4 separate regions of the Pan troglodytes genome follow, and regions 1, 3 and 4 are each linked to region 2. A link is a contact called in public Hi-C and capture Hi-C data. All regions are on one chromosome and are shown on one strand. The core of a region is the stretch at or near the end of the contact, and the rest is flanking DNA. Distances in the headings are between cores, read along the strand shown. Region 1 has its middle 11 kb from the start of CACNA2D4. Region 2 overlaps CACNA2D4 (calcium voltage-gated channel auxiliary subunit alpha2delta 4). Region 3 overlaps DCP1B (decapping mRNA 1B). Region 4 overlaps WNT5B (Wnt family member 5B).

What was found. A called contact is a pair of places that touch in the nucleus more often than the background predicts. Capture Hi-C pulls out chosen DNA fragments and counts their contacts.
Region 1: a contact with region 2 is called in a capture Hi-C map of stem cell-derived neural stem cells, with 5 times the contacts expected there. The contact joins two enhancer-like sites. A contact is called at or near these places in 3 of 7 Hi-C or Micro-C datasets (induced pluripotent stem cells, a lymphoblastoid cell line and stem cell-derived neural progenitor cells) and 1 of 1 other capture datasets (stem cell-derived neural stem cells).
Region 3: a Hi-C map of induced pluripotent stem cells shows a contact between it and region 2, with 4 times the contacts expected there. The contact joins two enhancer-like sites. A contact is called at or near these places in 2 of 7 Hi-C or Micro-C datasets (induced pluripotent stem cells and a lymphoblastoid cell line).
Region 4: a Hi-C map of induced pluripotent stem cells shows a contact between it and region 2, with 2.5 times the contacts expected there. The contact joins two enhancer-like sites. A contact is called at or near these places in 3 of 7 Hi-C or Micro-C datasets (induced pluripotent stem cells and a lymphoblastoid cell line).

Annotation. Positions count from the first base shown.
Region 1 is chr10:9,091,542-9,097,535 of NHGRI_mPanTro3-v2.0_pri, reverse strand. No RefSeq gene overlaps it. Among named protein-coding and RNA genes, the nearest start is that of CACNA2D4, 11 kb to the right of the region's middle. Within about 2 kb of position 3,140, at least 8 of the 24 cell types and tissues checked have an H3K27ac peak or open chromatin away from gene starts, as enhancers often do. A contact at or near this core is called in stem cell-derived neural stem cells, where this site is marked.
Region 2 is chr10:8,955,454-8,961,224 of NHGRI_mPanTro3-v2.0_pri, reverse strand. CACNA2D4 (calcium voltage-gated channel auxiliary subunit alpha2delta 4) reads left to right here. Exons shown (of 40, transcript XM_063786224.1): 37 at 1,880-1,997; 38 at 3,639-3,754; 39 at 4,043-4,122; 40 at 5,662-5,771. The coding sequence ends at 5,766. Among named protein-coding and RNA genes, the nearest start is that of LRTM2, 23 kb to the left of the region's middle. Within about 2 kb of position 1,759, at least 17 of the 24 cell types and tissues checked have an H3K27ac peak or open chromatin away from gene starts, as enhancers often do. A contact at or near this core is called in induced pluripotent stem cells and stem cell-derived neural stem cells, where this site is marked.
Region 3 is chr10:9,109,262-9,115,197 of NHGRI_mPanTro3-v2.0_pri, reverse strand. DCP1B (decapping mRNA 1B) reads left to right here. Exons shown (of 9, transcript XM_001153642.7): 7 at 1,015-1,896; 8 at 4,990-5,238. Among named protein-coding and RNA genes, the nearest start is that of CACNA1C, 23 kb to the left of the region's middle. Within about 2 kb of position 4,472, at least 2 of the 24 cell types and tissues checked have an H3K27ac peak or open chromatin away from gene starts, as enhancers often do. A contact at or near this core is called in induced pluripotent stem cells, where this site is marked.
Region 4 is chr10:8,797,367-8,803,100 of NHGRI_mPanTro3-v2.0_pri, reverse strand. It overlaps WNT5B (Wnt family member 5B), which reads right to left. Exons shown (of 5, transcript XM_003952080.6): 4 at 3,324-3,616. Among named protein-coding and RNA genes, the nearest start is that of ADIPOR2, 29 kb to the left of the region's middle. Within about 2 kb of position 3,525, at least 2 of the 24 cell types and tissues checked have an H3K27ac peak or open chromatin away from gene starts, as enhancers often do. A contact at or near this core is called in induced pluripotent stem cells, where this site is marked.

The DNA of each region.
Region 1 (5,994 bases), core at 1,891-4,390, 130 kb before region 2:
GAAAAGTACACAAATAAAAACTGCGTGTGCAGACTGTCGGGGGGGAGGAGAGCAGAGCACTGGGTGACTGGCACTCCCGGCGGCTGGGCAGTACAGACAGGCGCGTGGCCCCGCGCCAGCTAGCAGCCCAAGCTGTGCAGCCCAGGCTTCTGAGGGAGGCAGAAGAAAGAAATCCAAGCCTCGGACAAGTTAACTAAGGGCACGGCAGGAAGGAGGTAAAAATATGTACTAAGTAGGCAAGAGAAAGGGTGGGAGAGCAGACAGTCATAAGCCAAAGTCTAAGAATTTCTCTAAAAGTCTGAGGGCCAAGATGAAAGGCGCCAAATGTCTAGGGAGAAGCCAAGGTAAAGCGTCCTGCTGAGGTCGGCAGACACGGAAACAGACATGTGAGGGACGGGTGGGAGTTCTCAGCATTAGAGATGCTGGGGGACAAGCAGAGCCCCGTCTCCAAGACGACATTCTCCTGGCCCAGGACGGGAGCTGCAGCCCACCCAGCCGTGCACACACACAGTTCTGTGAATGCCCCAGCTCCTCCCTCCACCTGTCAGCCACACCTGGTACCTACACAATTGAAGGGGCTCAAAAGACCAAGGCGGCAGTCCCAAGATCTAGGCTGTCAGGAGCCCCTCATCCTGTGTGATGTAGTGTAGAGAATACTGCACTCAGAAAGCTCTGGGTTCTAGTCCCACCACCTCCTGTCTCTTTCGCCACCCAGATAAGTATCAAGGGGAAAGGATTTTCTGTGGTGTTAGTCGTAGGAACCTTGCAATGGTTGCTTTGGGCCAGAGCCACGCATGCTCCACACTGGCGTTTTCTACTTTGGATGGCAGCCCTGTGGGATGTGCCAGGCAAAACTGGCCCTTCCCCTGTCAGCCTCACGGGTCAGGTGTGTCCCAGCTTTTCTTATCGCCACTTACGGCTCCGTCATAAGTCGGTCCAAAATTATTTTTGGTGTTGTTATATTTTCTGCCCATAGCACTTCTCCAGGGTCACTTGTTCCTTAGATTTTATTCCCTCCTGCATAGATAGAGGTTTCCCAGCATGCACAGAGGCTGGGAAACTGTGGCTTGATAGGAAATCTTGAGATAACGGGTCCTGAAAGGACAAGGAGCTCTGCCCGGCGGTGCAGCGCCCAGCCTGTGTGTGGATGGCCGCCACCCATCGGATGCCACGCTGGAGACACAGAGATGAGTAAGACCCAGCCCAGGCCCCGAGGATCTCACAGACCAGTGGGAAGGAGAGTTACTGTAGATGACGTCGTGAGGGCCATCACTTACGTGCAAATGGGAGGCCAGGGAAGGCTTCCAGGAAGAGGTGATGCCCATGCTGGTTCTCAAAGGGTGGGTAAGAGTTGACAAAATAAGGGGGCAGCAGGAGTTTAAGGCAAAAGAGATGGCATGAGCCAGGACAGGAAGGCAAGAAGCAGCAATAGTGTCTGTGTACATGTGTGCGTGTGTGTATGGGGTTGTGTGTGTGTGACTGGGTGGGAAGTGGGTAGAATACAAGCTATTCGGTGTTCTGGAACTCGAAAGACAGACTGGCGGGAGATGCGGCTGGCAAAGCACCGTCCAGCCCTTCCAGAGACCAGAGACTCCGTGAGGGATTCTGCCCTCTGCTCCCCACTGCCCGGGCCTGGCTGCCAGCAGGGCACCCTGCCCTGTCTGACTGTGACCAGGTGCATAGAGGCAGTGTCCTGCGGAGGGGAGGCGGGGCCCAGGGACCTGGGCTCTAGCTTCTGTATGGCCACTCACAGAGCAGGATGTGGCCGTCTCCCCCTCGGGAGTCTGTTCCTCTCTTTATGAGATAAGGAAGTTGATAATGCCAATAATAAAAAATAATAAAATAATGCCTCACACGCGAGGGGCTCCGTGCAGATGAGACTCAGCACGCCTGTGAGCTGTGTGGTGATGTGGGTGCCTGTGGGAGAGCACTTAGGAAATGTTAGTCCGATGGGGGCCACCCAAGCCTTGGGGTCTCAGGGAACCTCCTCTAACTCAGATACTGGGGTCACTCACTTCCCTATCACACCCCACTCTAACGTGAGCAAATGAGGAATAATTTCTTGTTCATGACTTCAGCTGAAGGCTGCAGAACATTTTGGAGGGATTTTGCAGAGAACAGATGTCCAAAAAGTTCTAAAAGTCAAAGATTCTGGAGGTTCAAGTCCTCTTTCTTCTTAAGTGTCACCCACTTGTCCATCAATGGGGTGACCACGTAATTCATCATCCAAACTAGGATACTTCTGGGTGTGAACTCATCACACAGACAAAAGGCAGAAACATAGACTGTCCTGGGCAAATGCAGACAAATGATCCCCATGCATATCACCAGGTAGGCCCTGCCAAAATTCCAGCCGCAGGGATCCCTTAGATAAGCCTAAAAGAGTCAGACGGCAGGCGACAGCTCCCTTAGAGTCAGGAGGCTGAGTGGGCCAGCTCCATCATTTCTTCGCCCTGGATACTAAAGCCAGGCCGTGCAAACACAGGGCAGGTTCCCCTGTCAGACAAAGAGTCTCTACCAGATGTAGTTTCTTCCCATCTCACCATCCAGCCCCCTATCTCCTTTCAGGTCCTTCCTTCTGGTTAAGATGTTTGTTCAGGGGAAATCACTGTCAGAGGTGGCCCCTGGTCCTGAGTGTAGGGTGGCCACCACATTCTCTGCCTCCACATCACCTGGGGAGGCCGCTCCATCCACAGATCGGGGTGCTCTGTGGCGCGTGGAATGGCCCTGCAGCCCTGGTTTGGCTCTGCCGTGGACGGGAGCCTCCTCCTTCGTGTTGCTCGCCTTTGCTGAGCCTGCTTAGAGAGCTCTGAGCTGGACCTCCACGAACAGGTCACTCCACGGGTGGCTGCAGCCGGCCAGGCTGCCTGCATGTGAGAGGCGGCCACGTGGCCCCTGCCTGCCTCTCTCAAGTGCCCTTTTGTGTTCAGCTGGGGCAACTCTGTGACCTTGGCCACAACAGGCACTTTATAAAATGGGAGCATGAGAAAGGATCTTGTGAGGCCATAATCCAAGCCTTTCCTTTGGCTGCTGAAGACAGGCCCAGAAAGGAGCCAGGGCCTGCCCCTGGAGAAGCAACTTGCTAATGGGGGCCGGGACCAAAACCTCAGTGAACCGCCGCAGCTGCCTCCTTCGCTCAAGGTGCCCCTTCCTCCAACACAGCACAGCTCTCTCCTCTCCCTCGGGGACTCAGGGATTAGTCAACCTTTAGAAGTGTTTATTTATAAAGCTGCTGCTTCTCCTTCCAGCATCTGAACGCATTCTGCAGGCATTAATTAAGGAGGCTGCACAGCAAGCCTGGGAGGCAAAGGAAAGGAGAGTTTGGGGGGTTCATTAAAGGACAAGTCACCCCTGCTGGGAGCCTCTCCTGTTTATTCTTTAATTTCTCAGTCTCTCCAGAACACAAGTACATGCACCGGCACACATACATATACACGCGTACACATGCACACATGCAAGACACACGCACACATACTTCACATATACATACACATCACACAAACATGCACACACATACACACACACTTCACATACATACACATCACACAAACATGCACACACATACACACACATGCACATGTGTAAACATGCAATACACACAGATACACCTCACATATACATACACATCACACACACAAACGCACACACGTGCACATGTGTAAACACATGCAACACACACACAGATACACCTCACATATACATACACATCACACAAACACATACGCACATACATTCACACACGTACACATACGCACAAACACACATGCAATAGACATACACATTCACACAAGCCCATATACGTTCACTCACACATGCACACACATACATGCACACATTAACACAATACACCTCCACATAGCCACATCATAGACACACATGTACACACATTTGCACACACACGCCCCAGCCCATTTCCAGCAGTCTCCTGTTATCCTGTGGAACAAACCTCTGCCAATTCCATCCCAAGCATCCCTGAGTCTCATCCCCTGTGGTTTGGCCCCCACAGCACCCAGCGGATGCTCCCTCTGCAGCCAGGGAGAGGCAGGCAGAACCTCTTCACTTCACCTCACATGACCCTCGGCCCACACCCCTTCTCTCCACTTCTGCTCACTAAAAATTTCACTCCTGAATGTTGTGCACGCTCCAGCTCACACCATCTCCCCTGCTGTGGAGAGAGACGCACGATGCACGTTGAGTCTGGCTTCACTGCCAGCTCCCCGCCAGGGCTGGGAAGCTCCAGCCCTGGGTAACCACCGCCAGGAACTCTGTCCTGCGTTCTTCTGTCACGATCTTGGAGTTTGTTCTTGATGTTGAGCAGACCAGGGCAGCCTGCCCTTGGCAATGGGCCTAGGAAGCCGTGGTGCCAGGCTGCCCGCAGAGACCCCGCCATTCCCCACGTGGTCCAAGCCTCTGAAGCCCTAAACTTCTTGCCTCTGCTATTCTGCTGCTGTTGCTTTTTCTTTTCTCTCCCGACCCCACCCTCGGGCACACAAGCAATCAAGGTAATCTTGCTCCTTAGTGTATATAAACCTTCATCATTGGTTTGGACAAGGACTCTTTAAAAGTTCATTTCCTCCCTTTTACGTCCGTACCCCACTCCCATTCCCTACAACCCCTCAGCCATTGTATTCTGTTCAATGTGTTATTTTTTGTTTGTGTTTTTACAAAATGTATATTGTTTTGTGTGCGTGGCTTTATATTAATTCTACAGAGGTGTCAGATGCACACAGAAAAGTATGCAGAGTCCTCAGTGCACAACTCAGCGAAGTTTATAAACAGCCGTCTCTGTGTGTCTGCGTACGTGTGTTAACCCACATCCAGACGGCAATCTAGAACATTTCCGACACTCCAGAAGGTCTCGTATATACCCTGCTTAGTCAAACCAACCTTCCGGGATGTCACTATGCTGATTCCTGTCATCATAGGTTTCTTTCTGGAATTTCACATAAATGGAATGACACAAAGCAGCATCTTCACCGTCTTTTATCTGGATTCTTTCACTCCTCATTATGCCCATTTTTAATCACTGTGTCGTATTCATTTGTATGAAACTCTGTGGACCTATTTTTTTTTAGGACAGGATCTCACTGTCACCCAGGCTACAATGCAGTGGCTCCATCATAGCTCACTGCAGCCTTGACCTCCTGGGCTCAAGTGATCCACCTGCCTCAGCCTCCTGAGTGGCTGGGACCACAGGTGCCCGCTGCCACGCCCAGCTTATCTATTTTTAATTTCTGTGGTTCTGTGTCATGAATCCCGTTCTGGCTTTCCCTCCACTGACTGCCACGTTTAGGTGTCCTCCTCATCGCCATGTGCACGTGTCGTCCGTCAGTGCTCCATGCAGTGCTCCACCACGGCATCCGCCACTCTGCCACCAGCTCCGCGGGGATGGACGCACAGGCCCCAGTCACGGCCCTGCCCCGAGGAGATGCTGGTCGTCTTCCTGCTCATTCACTCCCCTGTGCTGCACTGCTGGGGTCAGACAAGGCTCCATCCATGAACCCATGACTTCAAAAGAAAGAAACCTTTGTCCTCAAATTTGGTAACAGGCAAACGGTCTGCGTGGAAGCCCTGTCTGCAGCCTCTGCTCACTCCAGGACGTGCTGCCCTCACTGCTCCTCTGCCCTCACAGCTCAAGGCTGAGCATTCCCGTATCCACGCAAGAAGGCCGGGGGACTGGCTCCCCAACAGCGGCCAGGACCTTGGGGGCACCCAGGGAGACTGGGGCCCTGCACCTCAGGGCTTTGGATCCAGGTCTGGGACGAGCCCTGGGAATCAGCATGGGAGCAGTGGCAGCCATCCTGTGGCCCTGAGGGGAGCTGGCTGGAGGACAACCTGAAATGCCGAGGGCAGCAGGAGGAAACACGGAAGGAACCTGCGTCCTGGGTGACATCCCGGACCTGCTGCACTCGCCGGCCCTGGAGCCACCTGCCTCTGGCTTCATGTGAGCTGTCACACTGTTATTATTATTTCGGTCCTCAAGTAGGGGTTTCC
Region 2 (5,771 bases), core at 510-3,009:
GGTGTGGCCGGGTGGCCATGAGCCAGTATGAGTGAGCAACCTCCAGCCCACCCCTTGGAGAAGCAAACAGCGGCACCCCAGCCCTCAGCGGGACTCCGGGTTCCAGGGGCCCCAGGAAGCTCTCAGGATGATTCCCCTGCGGGACCCTGTGTCTGAGGACAGAGTCCCCCAGAGGCAGCAACCATGAGAGGCCCCAACACAAAGCCCGGTGGCTGTGGCCACACGTGCAGGGCAGCAATGAGCCTGGCCTTTCACAGCACTCACTGCCCGGGCGCCTGGGCCCTCCATGACTGCAGGAGGCCATCTTGCCTCAGCGGGCTCTGCTCAGTTCCTCCGTGTTCATAGAACCTTTGCCATGGGGTTCCAGAACTTCCCACCACCTGGGCTGTCCCCAGCTTATCCCATCTCTTCATCTCCGCTGTGGTCCCCTCTCCGGCTTGCTCTTCGTTCTCTTCTGCTGGCCTTGGCTTGGGGCTTCCTCTGCCCCTGGGCTCAGGGCAGTTCGGGCTGTGTCTCCCGACTCCTTCTGGACTCACATCCGCGATCGGGTGGGGCTGCTCTGGGGTGTTCACAGTCACTAGGTGTCAGTGACAGGACACTGTCCCCTCTGTCTCTGTCAGCAGCTGCATCTTGCAAAAGTTGAAGATGATCTCCCTCAATCTGCCTGCTCAGAATTTCTCTTCTCTGGGGTACCTGTCCCCTGGAGCTCCTCCCCCTGGCCTGGCAGTCCTGGCCTGGCCTGCGCAGGTGTCAGTGTCCTCAGTGAAGGCGCACTGGACTTGGAGTCCCAGGCCGGGGCATAGGTGCTGCAGCCCCTTCCACTGCATGACCCTGGGGACGCCACTCAACCCTGCCATTGTCAGGCAGGCTTCTGTGCCCAGCCCTGGGGACAAAACTCACAGCCCTGGCCGCTGTGGGCTTGCTCCTCTCGGTGAGGGTTTTCTGCACGCCAGCTAGTGTCCCCTCTGGGTTTCCAGCTCTGGCTGGGAGCTTCTGGATTTGGAAGTTGGGGAGACCCATGCTGTCCTGTAGGACTCTGCATGAGCCTGGGAAGGTAGCTCACACCTGTGCTCCCTGCCTCTAGGTCTATCCCTGGGGGCCACAGCCAGGCCCTGAGAACAGAAGGGCCATGCAGACAGCCTGTGTGGCAGGGCCCTGCTCTGCCATGTGCCCACCTCAGGAGGCTCCGGGAGGGAACAGACTTGGGTCCCGCAGAGTGGGGCTGAGGCACTCGCCTCCACCTTTGGTTGAGTCCACTGTCCTTGTCCCAGGGAGCTAAGGCAAATCGCGCAGCCCCCGAGGAGTCCCGCACCGGGCGGCTGTGGCTTCTGGGCTTCCGCAGCCCCAGGCCTGGAGCCCACCTGCCCGGCTGCCCCCACCGCAGGCGCTCAGGCTCAATGGGTGGAGTGTGGGCCTGGCTATGCGGGAGAGCAGGGCAGGATTGCCCAGGAACTGCACTGCGTCTGTCCACAGTGAAGGGAGGGGTGGTGGGCCTAAGTACCCCCAAGCCACCCCTTGGTGCCCCTACTGCCTCTGCTCCCCGCTCAGACCCTCCCCGGGGATCTGAGTGCTGGAAGGAGCCCTGGAGATGGTGCACTGCCCCCAGCTCACAGCGAGGGCCAGGCTCCCCGAGAGGAAGCGCTTTCCCTCCACCGAGGCTCAGGGCCCCTGCGGCGCTCCCCGTGCGAAGCCACCCTCTCCAGAGAAATCCGTGTGTCTTCCCTCCCCTCACCCGCCCGGCTCCTCCCACACGTGTCCTGAGAACTGCCTGAGGAGGGACCATCTGCAAATGCACTGGGCCCTGGGAGTGCCGAGGCGAGGTCACCGCAGGCCAGAGGCCCCTTCGGTGGCGTGATGTCCTTTCTCTGTCTGCCCGCAGCCCACAAACACAAGAAGCAGGACCAGCTGCAGCCCTGCGACACGGAGTACCCCGTGTTCGTGTACCAGCCGGCCATCCAGGAGGCCAACGGGATCATCGAGTGCGGGCCCTGCCAGAAGTAAGACCCCAGGGCGGCGCCGCCCGTCCCGCCACACTCCTCCCGCCCTCCGCAAGGCGGAAGTCCGGGCAGGGCCCCCGGAACCCCCAGGGAACCGGCTCCACAGCCGGGAGGAGGGGGATGCTTCTAAGTGCAAAGCCCACGCTCTCGGGGTCTTCCCCCACCGTCCTCAGTGGAGGAGACACGCAGGAGGCGCAAGGTCCTGAGGCGGGCAGGACGGCTGGGGACCGGGACAGCCGGGATGGGGAGAGGTGGTCCCGAGGCCTGACCCTGTGTGTCGAGCCCACCCCACCAAGGCCGCAGCCGTGACCCCACGGCGTCTCTGGGCGAGTGGGCCCTTCAGCGGGTCTCCCCCACCCCTGCTCAGGCGGTGCCCGGGGCGGTGCCAGTGCCCGCGCCTGAGCTGCATGGGGAGAACTCGGAAGGCAGAGGGAGTGTGAGAAGAGAAGCCCGAAAGTGTGCGATGTCCTCGGGTCGCTGGGAGCCCCGCGGGCGCCTCTGTCAGGCTTCCTGCTGTGTGGAAGCCGCTAGTTATAACCCGCCCTGGCCCCGGGGAGGCAGGGAGGCCGCACGGAGGGGTCTCTCCTGCTGACCCCCCGCACCCAAGCCTGGGAGGACCCCCACGCTGGGAATGCAGCGGCCTCCTCGAGGGTCGCCTCAGCCAGACGTGCCGCTCGCAGGGCGGTCCCTAGACCCCCGGGCCCCTGGCACACCATTTAACAGTGCGGCACCTGCGGCGCAGGCATCGGGGGCTCCCTCCTCCCCAACTCCCTGCGCGTCGTGCTGCGCGGGTTTCACCCCGGGTTCTGTGCAGGGTTGAGGGCTGAGGTTAGCGTTCCCTGTGCACTTGTCGCAAAGGCTCGGTGCGAGGATAGAGCCAGCGGGCTCCGGAGTGAAGCGAGGGCTTCAGAGTAGACACTCCTGAATTGAAAACTGGCTCTGCGCTCCCCCGCTTATGACCGTGGGCAAGTGACTTCGCCTCCTCTAGTCTCCATTCTCTCATCTGCAAAATGGGCACAACACCAGCCTCATACAGAGCTGTGAAGGCTGAGAGTATACATGGCTGTGGTGTGCACATTGGGTGTGTGAGACCGCCCATCCCAGGGGAGGCGCTCGGTAGGCGGCCGCTGGGACTGCTGGGAAGGCCGTGGGCCTGGCGGGCGGGCTCCGCCCCACTCCGCGCCACTCCTCGCAGGGCGGCCTCGCCGAGCGCGGGACCACTGCGCCACCTGGTGGCCAAGCTCCAGCGCTGCCGCTTCGCCCGGGCCTGCCCCCACCACCCTCACCCAAAGCAAGTGTTGCCTCGCCCGCCCATTTGCTCGGGACGGTCTTGATTTACGCCTGTCGTCCCTGCATATATTAATAGCAACTCTGCACTCTCCAAAGCGGCCCAGTTTGGACTTCCTCACTGTCTCCAGTCTGCTAGGAAAGGAAATGCAGCAGCAAAGGCTTGTGAGGAAAGCCAGTAGGACTGAGCCATCTGCCAGGCCCGTTCCCTTAGCTGCCCCGACCCGCCCTGCCTCATGGTTCCGGGCTTCCCTGCCACCCTAACTCCACACTAAAGTCTCCAGAAGTTCCTTCCCTAGAAGCCCTTCTCGTGGTCGCCACGGAGCCATCCTCGACTCCCTTTCTTTGCTGCAGGGTATTTGTGGTGCAGCAGATTCCCAACAGTAACCTCCTCCTCCTGGTGACAGACCCCACCTGTGACTGCAGCATCTTCCCACCAGTGCTGCAGGAGGCGACAGAAGTCAAATATATCCTGCAATGCTCGGGGATGTGTGCGGTGGGGGCGGGGGCTGTAGGAGGTGTCTGCAGGGCTCAGATTTTGAGCAGCGGGGCCAGCCTCCTTCACCGCCCGTCTGTCCTCCACAGGGCTCCGTTATTTGTTCTCTAACCCTTCCCCGGGCCCCGGTGCTGCCTCCTGACCCTAAAGCTACTTGCAGGGCAACTGGTGGCACCAGAGCAGGTTCTTCCAGACCTTTTTCCAGTCTGCAGAATGGGCTCCGGTCCTGAGATATTGACCTTAACAGTGGCTTCTGCACATAATGCCTCTGTCAAATGTGACCGGATGCGCTCCCAGAAGCTCCGCCGGCGACCAGACTCCTGCCACGCCTTCCATCCAGAGGTGCGGGTTGAGGCGGATCGAGGGTGGGCCGGATTTTCATCCCCAAACCCTCTGTGCCTGGGTCTGTGCCCCTGCAGACAGGAGCATATAGGGATGCCAATGAACACACCCGTGCCTGTGCTTCTCGGGGGAAACATTTGCGTTTATGCCCTGTGACACTGTGATATAATAAGAAACAGATCTTTAGTCTTTGTCCTGATTCCTGGCAAGCTCCTAAAACCCTTGTTATTTCCTGAATGATTAGGGTGATAGGTGCATCTTTTGTTATAGTGTTTGGTCTTAGTCCCTGGTTCCTTCACAGGCGCCTCTAAGACCCTTGGAATGATAGAGGTATCTTTGTATGCTAATTAGATGACTGGTGGCTGGGGGCCCTAGACAGGATGAGAGCCGGCCACAGGAAACACCAAGTTAGGATTAGAGGGTTGGGACTTTTGGCTCCAAGCCCCTGGCTTCTGGGAAAGGAAGGGGGCTGGAGACTGAGTTGATCACCAATGGCCAAAGATTTAATCAATGATCATAATGAGGCCTCCATAAAATCCCTGAGCCACTGTGTTTGGAGAGTGTCCGAATTGGTGAAAGGGTGTGGGAGCTCTGCGCACCCCGTGCCTTGGCCTACGTGTCTCTTCCACTCAGCCGCCTGACCTGCGTCCTTTATAATAAACTGGTCATGGTGAGGGAAGCACCTTCCTGAGTTTAGTGAGCCACGCTAACAACTCACGGAGCCTGAGACAGGCTCATGGGAACCCTAGATTTACAGCCAGTCTGTCAGAAGGACAGGAGACCTGGGGCTTGCGATTGGCATCTGAAGTGACGGCCACCTTGTGGGACCGAGCCCTGTAACTTGCGAGATCTAATGCTAACTCTCAATAGTGTCAGACTTGAATTGAGTTTCAGGACAGACACCCAGTTGGTGTCCAGAGAGTGGGGTGGGAAAAACCCTTCACATTTGTTGAAGTGGTGGTGTGAAAACACAGCAGAGCCCCTGTGTCATTAAAATACGAAGTCAACCAGGATCCCAAGGTGCTTTAACAAAGAGCCACGCTTCCTAGGGCTTGGGCCCTAGGTGAATTAGAATGCAGTTTTCCCATCTTGTCCTCATTCCCGCTACACTTAGTTCTGAATGATCGAGCAATGTGAGGAGGCCGTCACGTGGATAATAGTCATAGTGGCTGGTACGGATCCAGATCCGAGACCCAGGTGTCAGGCCCTGAGCCGGGTGCTTCATACAGTCTGGCCTGCTGGGACCAGAAACCCCCATCAGAGATGCTCCCAGAGTTGAGGACATTCCGAGAGGATGACCCCGCGGCCACTCCAAGCCTGAGGGCAAGCAGAGAAGGCCGGTGCCCCCCTCCCAGGCTGAGGGGCCAGCCTTTGCTTTTCCCCCAAAAGGTAGGGGCCTAAGAAAGGTAGCAGTGCTTCCCCGGCTTTCCAAAACTCCCCTTTCCCCAGGATTTTGGCCCAAATTAGTGGTGGAAGCCCTTCCCTTTTCGAGGGTCCTCCTCTGAGTGCTGCGCTCTCACCTCTGCTCTGCGTTCGCAGGAGAACGCCCAGGACTGCGGCGGCGCCTCGGACACCTCAGCCTCGCCGCCCCTACTCCTGCTGCCTGTGTGTGCCTGGGGGCTACTGCCCCAACTCCTGCGGTGACACCA
Region 3 (5,936 bases), core at 3,223-5,722, 150 kb before region 2:
TCTTTTTATTGCTTGTTTTATGGAAAGTTTTTATTATATTTTAATAGCGAGACCTGAATATGTTGACTTTAAAATGAAGCTCGTGGTTTTTTTTCTTTCCTCTTTTATTTTTTTTTTTTTTGAGACAGATTTCATTCCTGTTACCCGGGCTGGAGTGCAGTGGCACCATCTCAGCTCACTGCAACTTGTGTCTCCTGGGCTCAAGTGATCCTCCCACCTCAGCCTCCCAAGTAGCTGGGACTACAGGCGTGTGCTGCCACATCTGGCAATTTCTGTATTTTTTGTAGAGATGGGGTTTTGCCATGTTGCCCAGGCTGGTCTTGAACCCCTTAGCTCAAGCAGTCTGCCTGCCTTGGCCTCCCAAAGTGCAGGAATTACAGGCATGAGCCACTGTGCCTGGCCTCATGTTTTCTCAGTGCAGCAATGCAGAAAGCAACAGAAGTAAAGAGCAAGAAGGAAGTAGCTTTGTAACTGGCTGGGCCAAGGTAGATTTTATGTATCCAAGGACTTTTTAAATCCTACCAGTATATATTTGAAAGGATCAAGTTAGATTAAAAGTCTTCCATTTCTTTCCAGCCCTAGATTTCCATAATTCTGTGAAAAACTACTAGAAATTCTGAAATGCTTATATTCCTTTGTATTCTCATATTACTCTGCAGGCTTAGATGGGCTTCCTATTGAACAGATTGTTTATTTTTTTAGTGCATATAATTTCCTACCAAGATGGTTCCCAATCTGTGAAACCCCAGGCCCTTAAAGATCTTATACCTGTTTTATCGGTCAACAGATACTAAAATATAATAACTGTTTTGGGGGTGCAAGGGGAGCATGCTGTGAAAATTTTTGACATTAAAAAGGGGATCTCATTTTTCAAGTTTATTATTATTATTTTTCATTCTCTCTAATCAATCCTTTGTAAATAGAATAAGTCATCAGATAAGTTATGTTTCATAGCACTTCCTCATATAACCAAATTGTTTGTAGACTCATGTCAGATATCTTTATTTTTTCCAGACCTTAGACCCTGAACCCCAACACTTATCTTTGACAGCTCTGTTTGGGAAGCAGGACAAAGCTACATGTCAGGAAACTGTGGAGCCTCCGCAGACTCTCCACCAGCAGCAGCAGCAGCAGCAGCAGCAGCAGCAGCAGCAAGAGAAGCTTCCAATTAGGCAGGGGGTTGTACGCTCCCTGTCCTATGAGGAACCCAGAAGACACTCACCCCCCATTGAGAAGCAGCTCTGTCCAGCCATTCAGAAACTCATGGTCAGGAGCGGAGACCTCCACCCATTGTCAGAGCTGCCTGAAAACCGGCCTTGTGAAAATGGCAGCACCCATTCTGCGGGAGAATTTTTTACAGGACCTGTCCAGCCAGGGTCTCCTCACAACATTGGAACTTCTCGTGGTGTACAAAATGCTTCCAGAACTCAGAACCTGTTCGAGAAACTTCAGAGTACCCCAGGGGCAGCAAACAAGTGTGACCCTAGTACACCAGCACCTGCCAGCTCAGCTGCCCTGAACCGCAGCAGAGCTCCCACTTCTGTCACCCCTGTGGCTCCAGGAAAGGGTCTGGCTCAGCCACCACAGGCCTATTTCAATGGCTCCCTTCCACCTCAGACAGTAGGACATCAGGCTCATGGAAGAGAACAGTCCACACTCCCAAGACAAACACTCCCCATCTCTGCTAGTCAGACTGGCAGCTCTGGAGTGATCTCCCCTCAAGAGTTACTGAAGAAGCTTCAGATTGTACAGCAGGAGCAGCAGCTGCATGCCTCTAACCGGCCAGCCTTGGCCGCTAAGTTTCCTGTGCTCGCTCAGAGCTCTGGAACAGGGAAACCCTTGGAATCCTGGATCAACAAGACATCCAACACAGAACAGCAGACTCCTCTTTTCCAGGTAAATATGTACCAGGGGCAAAATAAAACAGCCTGGGCAGCATAGCAAGATCCTGTCCCTAAAAAAAAAAAAAAAAAAGTAGCCAGGCTTGGTGTCACACGCCTATAGCGCCAGCTACTGAGGAGGCTGAGGTGGGAGGATCCCTTGAGCTCAAGAGGCGGAGGTTACAGTGAACCATGATCATGCCACTGCACTCCAGCCTGGGTGACAGAGCGAGACCCTGTCTGTTAAGAAAAAAAAAGACAGACAAAGAAAAAGGTATTACTATAATGCAGTGAAATGTAGAGTCCACTTCCATGCTCCAGGGACCAATGTGTCACGTACATTTCTGTTTGGAGCAGGGTGCCAGAAGCCACCTCCGTGCATCTTGATTGCCTGAGCTTTCTACCTGGAAGGAGAATCTTCACTTTGGTTAACAATCTGAGAACTTCCCCCAACCTTTTTGAGAGCATTTACTTGTAGAGTTAAATCTTCATTATATTAGGAGGTCTGAAGACCAACACAGACATGGGAGAAAACCGTAATTTTTGACTGTAGGAACTTAGTATGGTCTGCCTTGAAATCAATCTGGAATGCCAAGCAACTGACCTCCTCTTGTTTTTCAGTCCACAGTAAATTATTCACTTATTTAGTAAATATTTTTGAGCACTTACTACATGTCAGGCATTGTCTACATGTGGGTACATAATGATGAAGAAAACAGACTCCTTACCCACAGCCCATGCTGTAGGTTCTTGAAATAAACAAAAAACAGCCTATTTCCTCCTGAAAGGTGCAGCCAGTTTTTATCTTTCTCTGTATCGTCAGTATAGCCTACTGTAGATCAGGAGAGGTATGCATGCCACCCACCTCCACCCCCCACACAAACTGCCAGAGAGGGAAAATATGACAGTTTTTAGAAAGATTCTCTCCTTTAGAGAAGATGCTTCTCCATGTCCATCACTGACTTGGGACAGTGAGGAAACCACAAGCTATTGATCATCTGCCTGTGGGTAACATCTGGAGATCTGACACTGAATTATTTCCCCTTTGGATTGGAACACATTCATTGAAAGTACATTGGGTTTAAAAATTGGAAAGTTCTCCCTGTGTATCACATATATCATCACTGGCCCTTTGTCATGTTTTGTTATGTACCTTTTTTTGTTTTTTGAGACAGAGTTTCACTCTTGTCGCCCAGGCTGCAGTACAATGGTGCGATCTCGGCTCACTGCAACCTCCACCTCCCGGGTTCAAGCGATTCTGCTGCCTCAGCCTCCTGAGTAGCAGGGATTACAGGCACCTGCCACCACACCTGGCTAATTTTTTGTATTTTTTTAGTAGAGACGAGGTGTCACGATGTTGGCCTGGCTGGTCTCGAACTTCTGACCTCAGGTGATCCACCCACCTCGGGCTCTCAGAGTGCTGGGATTACAGTCGTGAGCCACTGCACCTGGCCTGTTATGTAACTTATAACAGTTTCTCAAAAATCTTTCACTTTTGGCTGGGCATGGTGACTCGTGCCTGTAATCCCAGCACTTTGGAGGTTAAGATAAGAGAATCGCTTGAACCCAGGAGTTTCAGACCAGCCTGGGCAACATAGACCCTGTCTCTACAAGAATTTTTTGTTTTTAATTAGCCGGGTATGGTTGCATGCCACTGTGGTCCCAGCTACTTGGGAGGCTGAAGTGGGAAGATTGCTTGAGCCCAAGAAGTTGAGGCTGCAGTCAGCCATGTTTGCACCACTGCACTCCAGCCTGGGCAGTAGAGTGAGACCTTGTCTCAAAACAAAAAATTCAGTTTTTTGAAAACAAAGACCTTAGGCATGTGCCAAAAGTCTTTGTGAGCCCCTGAGTCAAAGTGTTCTCATTTATTATTTATTAACATCCCAAATCTGAGTACCGATTGCTATAGAAACAATATTTATAACTCCCACTCCCCCTCATTTCAGTGTTATTGTCCCTCTTTTAAAAATGTCTGCTTTTTTCCTCTTTGATGATTTAGAATTAGAAGCATGGGATGAATATAGTCTGACTGAAATTTCTGATGTACAACTCCCTTGACTTTTCAGTACTCACAAATATCAAGAGCCGGGTGAGAAAGGCAAGCGTTTCAGCAGCCCACGCTGTGCTCGGAATGCTTGACTCCTCCTCCGGGAGCATCACTGCTCAGCACCGCTCCTTGAAATGTCATGTAGGGACAAGTTAAAAGAAACAGCCTGCCTTCCTCCAGGCCAGCTTCTGCTCAAAGAGACGCTAAGGGATTGATTATAAAATTACAGCAACTTCTAGCTTGCTGGCCTCCTTGCCTCCCTCTTAGGAGTTCTTTCGGAGAGTTCGGAGGCTGATAAATAACATTCTTTTTCTTCCCTGAGTTAGAGGCAAATGATAGCTGTAGGAGTCAGTCAGATAAGGATCAAAATGTCACTTGCATAACTGAAAGGGCTGTTAGAAAACTTGGTTTCAGGTCTGTTTGCCAAGGGAGTTAGACTCAACAGACAGGCTCTGGCAGGGCTGAGCAACAGGCAGCCCGGGTCAGCCCAAACACATCAGCTGCGGAAGCTGAAGATGAGGGCTCTCTGCAGGCAGGCAGATCCTGTCAGGGAAGGACCCAGAAGGGGTGGACCCACACATCACTCTCCCTCCCAACGAGAAGTGAGTGAGGCTGCAGGAGGGGCAGGGAGTTGCTCTCACAGCGCCTCCTGTGCTCCGGGGTCAGGAGGGGAAATGGGGAGGCCCCTAACAAGGGTGGCAGCTCACATAGGTTGTGAGACCTTTAGGTCAGGGTCATGGACAACCAGATCTAAGGAAAAGGTCAGTAGTCCTAAATGCACTTGCCAAATACTGGTAGCCTGAAAAATAAGCTGTCACCCAGAGGCCAAGCTGCATATGCAGTGGAAACAATAGTCCCCACAGCAGACGATACCAGAGCTGCTCAGTGATGCTGAAGGAAGGTGCGTGGAGTAGTGGAGCAAGAATCAGTTTCCCATAAACTTTTCTCAGCTAGGGAAGCTGTGGACAGGGAATGCTTAAACCACCCGTATCTGCCGCTGCAAGCTATCATGCCGTGAGCTGCTCCTGAACCCCGCTCTCTGTGTGTATTTGCTGTGAGCAGGTCATCTCACCTCAGCGCATCCCTGCTACAGCAGCTCCGTCTCTGCTTATGTCCCCCATGGTGTTCGCACAACCCACCTCCGTCCCGCCAAAGGAAAGGGAGAGCGGCCTCTTGCCTGTGGGAGGCCAGGAGCCACCTGCTGCTGCCACCAGCCTCCTCCTGCCCATACAGAGCCCGGAGCCCTCCGTGATCACCAGCAGCCCACTCACCAAGCTCCAGCTCCAGGAGGCACTGCTGTACCTCATTCAGGTAAGCGAGCACGTCGTCTCCCTTCGCACCTGACCACGCCTGTTGGCCTCCTGGCTGCAACTATGAGATAAAGACTCAGCCAAGGCCTGCTTAGCTTCCGTGAGAATAACAGGTGTGTGTAACAACTCATCCTGACCCCAGCGGCTTCTGTGCTCAGTTAGCTAGGTGTTATTTATAATACCAAGTGTGGCTTGGGTGTCTCAGCTCTTCAAGGATTTTGTAATTTGAAGGACTGTCTAAGGCCTCCAAGCTGTCACCTGTCAGAAGAGAAGGAAGCATATGTTGGGGATTAAGCAGTCCCTGAGAGGACCCTGGGTGCTGGAGGCCCAGACAGAAAACTCACCATTGGGAGGTAGAGGTGGGAGCAGTCGTGGGCAAGGGGCCATCTGTTGAGTGGGGAAGAGGCCACTGAGCGAGTGGAAAACAGGGAGGGAAGCAAATAATGGCCATGGCTGCTACAGGTATGTTTTACAAGTCATTTTGAAACCTGCTCATTAGGACGGGATGGAGTGACAGGACTCCTTGTGAGCTGCTAGCCTCACTTGCCTATGAAATTATGAAATAATAACGAGTGCTATAATAGCTAACACTCCGCAGAGCTGGCACCGGGCCCTATTTTAAGTGCTACACACAAGCACATTAACTCATTCACTCCTTACACAACAACCCTGTTATTTTTCCCATTCTACAGACAAGGA
Region 4 (5,734 bases), core at 2,276-4,775, 160 kb after region 2:
TTTCAGCCCAGACTGCTAATTCAAAAAGCAAAAAAAAAAAAAAAAAAGCTTTCAAAAATGTTTTAGTTCGCCGGGCGTGGTGGCTTATGCCTGTAATCCCAGCACTTTGGGAGGCCAAGGCGGGCGGATCACCTGAGGTCGGGAGTTCAAGACCAGCCTGACCAACATGGAGAAACTCCGTCTCTACTAAAAATGCAAAATTAGCCCAGGCGTGGTGGCACATGCTTGTAATCCCAGCTACTAGGGAGGCTGAGGCAGAAGAATCGCTTGAACCTGGGAAGCGGAGGTTTGCAGCGAGCCGAGATCGCGCCATTGCACTCCAGCCTGGGCAACAAGAGCGAAACTCCGTCTCAAAAAAAAAAAAAAAGTTTTAGTTCTACGATCTGTCCCTGGAAAAGTGCCTCTCAGCTCCTCTTCCACTTCTATCTAATGGTGTGCTGAGCCTGGTGACAGACAGGAATGTTACAGGATTAGGCACCAGGCTTTTATCTGGAAAATGCTTAGAAATCCTTGAGTGGCAAAACACCATCAGCCACTGGTGTTGCCGCCACTGTCTAAGAAGGAGCTACTAGATGCTCTTGCAGGCCAAGAGAAACTTCTGGCAAAGTAGCCTAAGATTTACTCTGTGTCAAGACATCAGATCCTGGATAATCTTTTTTTCTTTTTAATCTGGTTCTAAAATACTTGTCTATTTTCCATCCCAGCCGTCACTCAGTCCTTGCTGGAGAACTTTGTGTGTAGGTGTGAGGAGGCAAGCAGTGAATATCTCTGGTCGCAGACGGTGACTGATGGCCGAGGCCTGTTCCTTGGAGAGAGGATAAAAAATAAAGGGGGCCAGGAATTCCCAACCTGAAGCAGGCAGAGGCAAAGGGAGAGACAGGGAGTTAAGGAAGAGGAGAGGTGTGGGGCCTGAAGGAAGGGGCTAAGCGGGGAGACAGACAGGGAAGGTGCGCAAGCCAGGAACAAGCCTGATGGGAGGGAAGGCTGCCAGATAAGAGCCCGGACAACATAACAAACAATTAAGGGCAATAAAGTGAGACCCAGCAGCAGGGGAAAGGGGAAGAGTGGGTGTCACCTGCCTGATCACAGGCACGTGCGGACACCACAGCGCAGCTCAGCAGAGCCACAAGCAGCCTCTGTGAATCTGACCTCTCCCGAGGAGGCAACACGGAACTCCTCTGTGCATATCCATTTGTGCCACCCACATACAGCACATAGAGGGTTGAAGCAAAGGGGCAGAGAGGGCAATCCCTGCCCACAGGAACCTACTGCCAACCTACCAAGGCAAAGGTAGATAGAGTAAGGAATACCTGAGAAGAGCAAGAATGCCCGATTGAAGATCAGGTGGGAGAAGAACTACTAACAATGGGGACTGGGGAGGGCAGTGTTTCAACTAAGATTTCAAAAACTGGATCGACTCTGGGCGGTCAGGAGATAAAGTGCGGATCTTAATCCCTTCACTGACATCTCTACTCCTCAGGCCCAGACACCCAAAGACGTGGGCAAATAGACTGGGAGACAGCCAAGACACCTGAGAGACCGGGTGGCTCCACACACGCCCTGAGCAGAAGTCATCTGAGATGGCTCCAGTCTCTCTGCCCTGGGTTAGATCAGCAATTACCAGAACTCCTAACATCACCACACACTGACCCCACCTTACACACACCCTTTTCTGGGAAGCAAAAATAGCCTCTGGATAGGGGAAGCGTAAGGAAGACCCCGGGCGTATAACCCACGCTGGTCTCCACCTGATGTCCCATGGCTGACGATGCTACGCACACAGGTGCACCACATTCCATCCGGCCGATACTACAACATCCCCATTCAGACAAAAGACACTTCCTATTCCATTTCTTTGATATGTGCTCCAATATATGAGTTCACATTTTTTTCTTTTCTTTTTTCTTTTTTTTTTTCCTGAGACAGAGTCTCGCTCTGTTGCCCAGGCTGGAGTGCAATGGCAGGATCTCGGCTCACTGCAACCTCCGGCTCAAGCAATTCTCCTGCCTCGGCCTCCCAAGTAGCTGGGATTACAGTTGCCTGCCACCAAGTCCAGCTAATTTTTTGTATTTTCAGTAGAGACAGGGTTTCACCATGTTGGTCAGGCTGGTCTCGAACTCCTGGCCTCAAGTGATCCACCTGCCTTGGCCTCCCAAAGCGCTGGGATTACAGGCATGAGCCACTGCTCCCGGCCACCATTCTCATTTTTGAGTGAGTTCATCTTTGTTACAATATCTCGCCTGGGAACCAGAGCCAGCTGGCTTGCCATAGACCCGAGTGGGGACAACACTCCAAGAAAGAAGTCCGTGCTGTTTCCTGAGAGCTCTTTTTCCAGGAGAAAGAGCCTCTCACCACCCAGTGCTCAGACCTCAGACCTTTCTCAGAGGAAACCCGGGTGGACGCCCATGTTGCCCTCGGTCCCTGTCAACACTGGCTACGCAGAAGCAGCAAAAGGCAGAGATTCCTGCGGGGCAGGCCCTCCAGTCTCGTGTGGCAGAGGCAGCCATGATGGGGGACAGCAAAGAAAAGAGGAGGCTGGATGTGTGCTCAGAGGGGGGGTTTTCAGGAACAAGGTGCAGGCAGGGAGGGTTCACGCTTTCCAGCACGCCACCGAGGGGCCCGGAAGCTGCCGCCCAGGTGTGCTCTGCACATACAATGAACCCAGCTCCCCTCACACCTGCATGGTTGCTTCTACTGACACTGAGGCTTAAAAGACAGTCACATTACGTGAGACTGGGGAGGCTGTTTCCTCCAGCCTTAAACAGATGGCTGTCTTCTCACACTTCCACTTATGTCTAAAATCTCCTAGCTCAGAAGTGTGTTTGTCATTAGTGTTTGAACGTGTTTTTTGACTGGGTTCTGGATACGGATGACAGCAGTTCTTGAAAGTCGACTCTGCTATTACCAGAGCCTTTAACAGAGCAGAAACCCTAGGGGAGGTCTAGCGGCCTACACATCCCATCGCGTTATCTGTTCAAGTTGCGAAGGAGGGGTGGCCAGGACAGGAGCGCTGCTCTAATCCTTACGTCTGGAATTCTGATCCAAACATTGCACCTAAGTCCTCTAGGAACTGTGAAATAATAAAGTAAGTAAAAAAAAAAAAAAAAAAGAAAGAAAGAAAAAGCACATATGCCCATTGGGAAGTGGGGCATTTTGAAAAGGATTTGTTCAATAACGTGGACATCTAAATTTGCAATTGTAGGTAAGAATCTTCACGGTCAGACTAACCCGTTTCCTTGATGGCCAGGCCACAGCTGGTGGCACAGCCCGGGAACAGCCCCCTAGGTCTGCAGCGCTGGGGAGGCCGGGGAGGCCCAGCTTACCCTGCGACCGGCCTCGTTGTTCTGCAGGTTCATGAGCACCCGGCCCTGCTCCTCTGATCCTTTGGCAAAGTTCTTCTCTCGCTCCCGGGCATCCACAAACTCCTTGGCGAAGCGGTAGCCGTACTCCACGTTGTCCCCACAGCCACCCCACAGCCAGTCCCGGGGCAGGTCCTTGGGCCGCGCCGTCCGGCTGCAGCCGCAGGTGGAGAGCTCGCCCTCGCGGCAGGCCCGGCTGATGGCGTTCACCACGCCCGCGGCGCTCACCGCGTAGGTGAAGGCGGTCTCTCGGCTACCTGCAAAACGAGGCAGGGGCGGTAAGGGGGTGCGCTCTCCTCTCCCAGAGACCTGTCCTTCTCCCCGTCTCCCCCGACGGACCTGCGCGCCGACACCGCGGGGGCAGGGGGCTCAGGAGGAGCGCTCTTCGCTTCCCGCTTCCCGTAGCTCTAAGGCTTGGAAACGTCTCTTTATAACGGGCTGAAATCTGCTGTTTTGCTTCCGCCTCTTGGCCCTAGCTCAGCCCTGCGAAACCGCCCAGAATAAAACAAGTCCCTGGCCCGGCGCGGTGGCTCAGCCTGTAATCCTAGCACTTTGGGAGGCCGAGGCGGGCAGATCACGAGGTCAGGACTTCAAGACCAGCCTGGCCAAGATGGTGAAACCTTCGTCTCAACTAAAAATACAAAAAATTAGCCGGGCGTGGTGGCGGGCGCCTGGAGTCCCAGCTACTCGGGAGGCTGAGGCAGGAGAATTGCTTGAACCCAGGAGGCGGAGGTTGCAGTGAGCTGAGACCGCGCCACTGCACTCCAGCCTGGGCGACAGAGCGAGACTCCATCTCAAAAAAAAAGAAAACACAAACAAACAAAAAAAAAACAAGTCCCTCCGGTCCTGGCCTGCATTAATATCCACTGCAGAAGAGCCTGTGTGACCTGCAGATTCCTAGGCGGGAGACCTCAGCGGAGGGGAGAATAGGCATTCAGAAACACACAGAACATGGGAGTCGAACAGAATGAGGCTAAGGAAGAAATCATGGTATCAAGAGTAGGACGTTGTATCCTAGCAGAAATGTCTCCCTCACAGATGCCATTTCTCATGCTCTATGAGCTGCACATCTGTCTGTCGGTACTGCTGCCATTATCTAGCTAGACAGTGGCAGAGGCCAGGAGTCAAAAATGAACTAGAATTACAATGTCTAGAAAAATCCAAGCTGTCTTCCTCTCTCTTCCACACTGCCTCCTAACTCAGGAGCCCTGGGAACAACATCTACAGCACCTACAATTCCAGACACTCAGCACGGTCCCTCTAAATACCCAGATCATTTTCCAGCAGAAAATCCCAACTATGTTCCCCTTTACTGCTGTGGTGAACCACCTCAACATTCATATAATGTATGTTCTATTTCAGTAAAATGTCTGTTTCAGAATACTCAGCTATCAGGGACATGCAAGCCCAAATCACCTCCACTGGGATGGCTATCATCAAAAAGACAGCCCATAACAAGTTGGTGAGAACACGGAAAAACCAGAACCCTCCCATACTGTGGGTGGGAATGGTTAAGTGGTGCAGCTGCTTTGGAAAACAGTCTGGCAGTCTAAGGCTAACAGTCACAAGGTTAAACGTAGAGTTCCCATATGACACAGCAATTCCACTCCTAAGAACACAGGCAAAGCTCCTCGTTTTACTATGCTCAGCTTTCTTGTGTTGTGCAGGTGTTGTGTTTTTTTGTTTGTTTGTTTGTTTTTGAGAGACAGTCTCGCTCTGTCACCCAGGCTGGAGTGCAGTAGCACAATCTCGGCTCACCGCAAGCTCCGCCTCACGGGTTCACGCCATTCTCCTGTCTCAGCCTCCGGTATATGGGACTACAAGGGCACACCACTGCGCCCAGCTAATGTTTTGTGTTTTTAGTGGAGATGGGGTTTCACCGTGTTAGCCAGGATGGTCTCGATCTCCTGACCTCGTGATCCGCCCGCCTGGGCCTCCCAAAGTGCTGGGATTAGAGGCGTGAGCCACCGTGCCTGGCCGGTGTTGCGTTTTTTACAAATTGAAGGTTTGTGGCAATCCTGCTACAAATCTATCAGTGCTACTTTTCCAACAGCATGTACTTACTTTGTGTTTCTGTGTCAGCATTTTTTAGCAATAAAGTATTTTTAATTAAGGGATGTACCTTTTTTTTAAGATGTAATGTTATTACACACTTAATAGACTATAGAATAGTGTAAACATAACTTTTTTTTTTTTTTGAGACAGAGTCTCAGTCTGTCACCCAGGCCAGAGTGCAGTGGCACGATCTCAGCTCACTGCAACCTCTGCTGCCCGAGTTCAAACAATTCTCCTGCCTCAGCCTCCCGAGTAGCTGGGATTACAGGCACCTGCCACCGCACCTGGCTAGTTTTTTTTGTGTGTGTGTATGTTTAGTA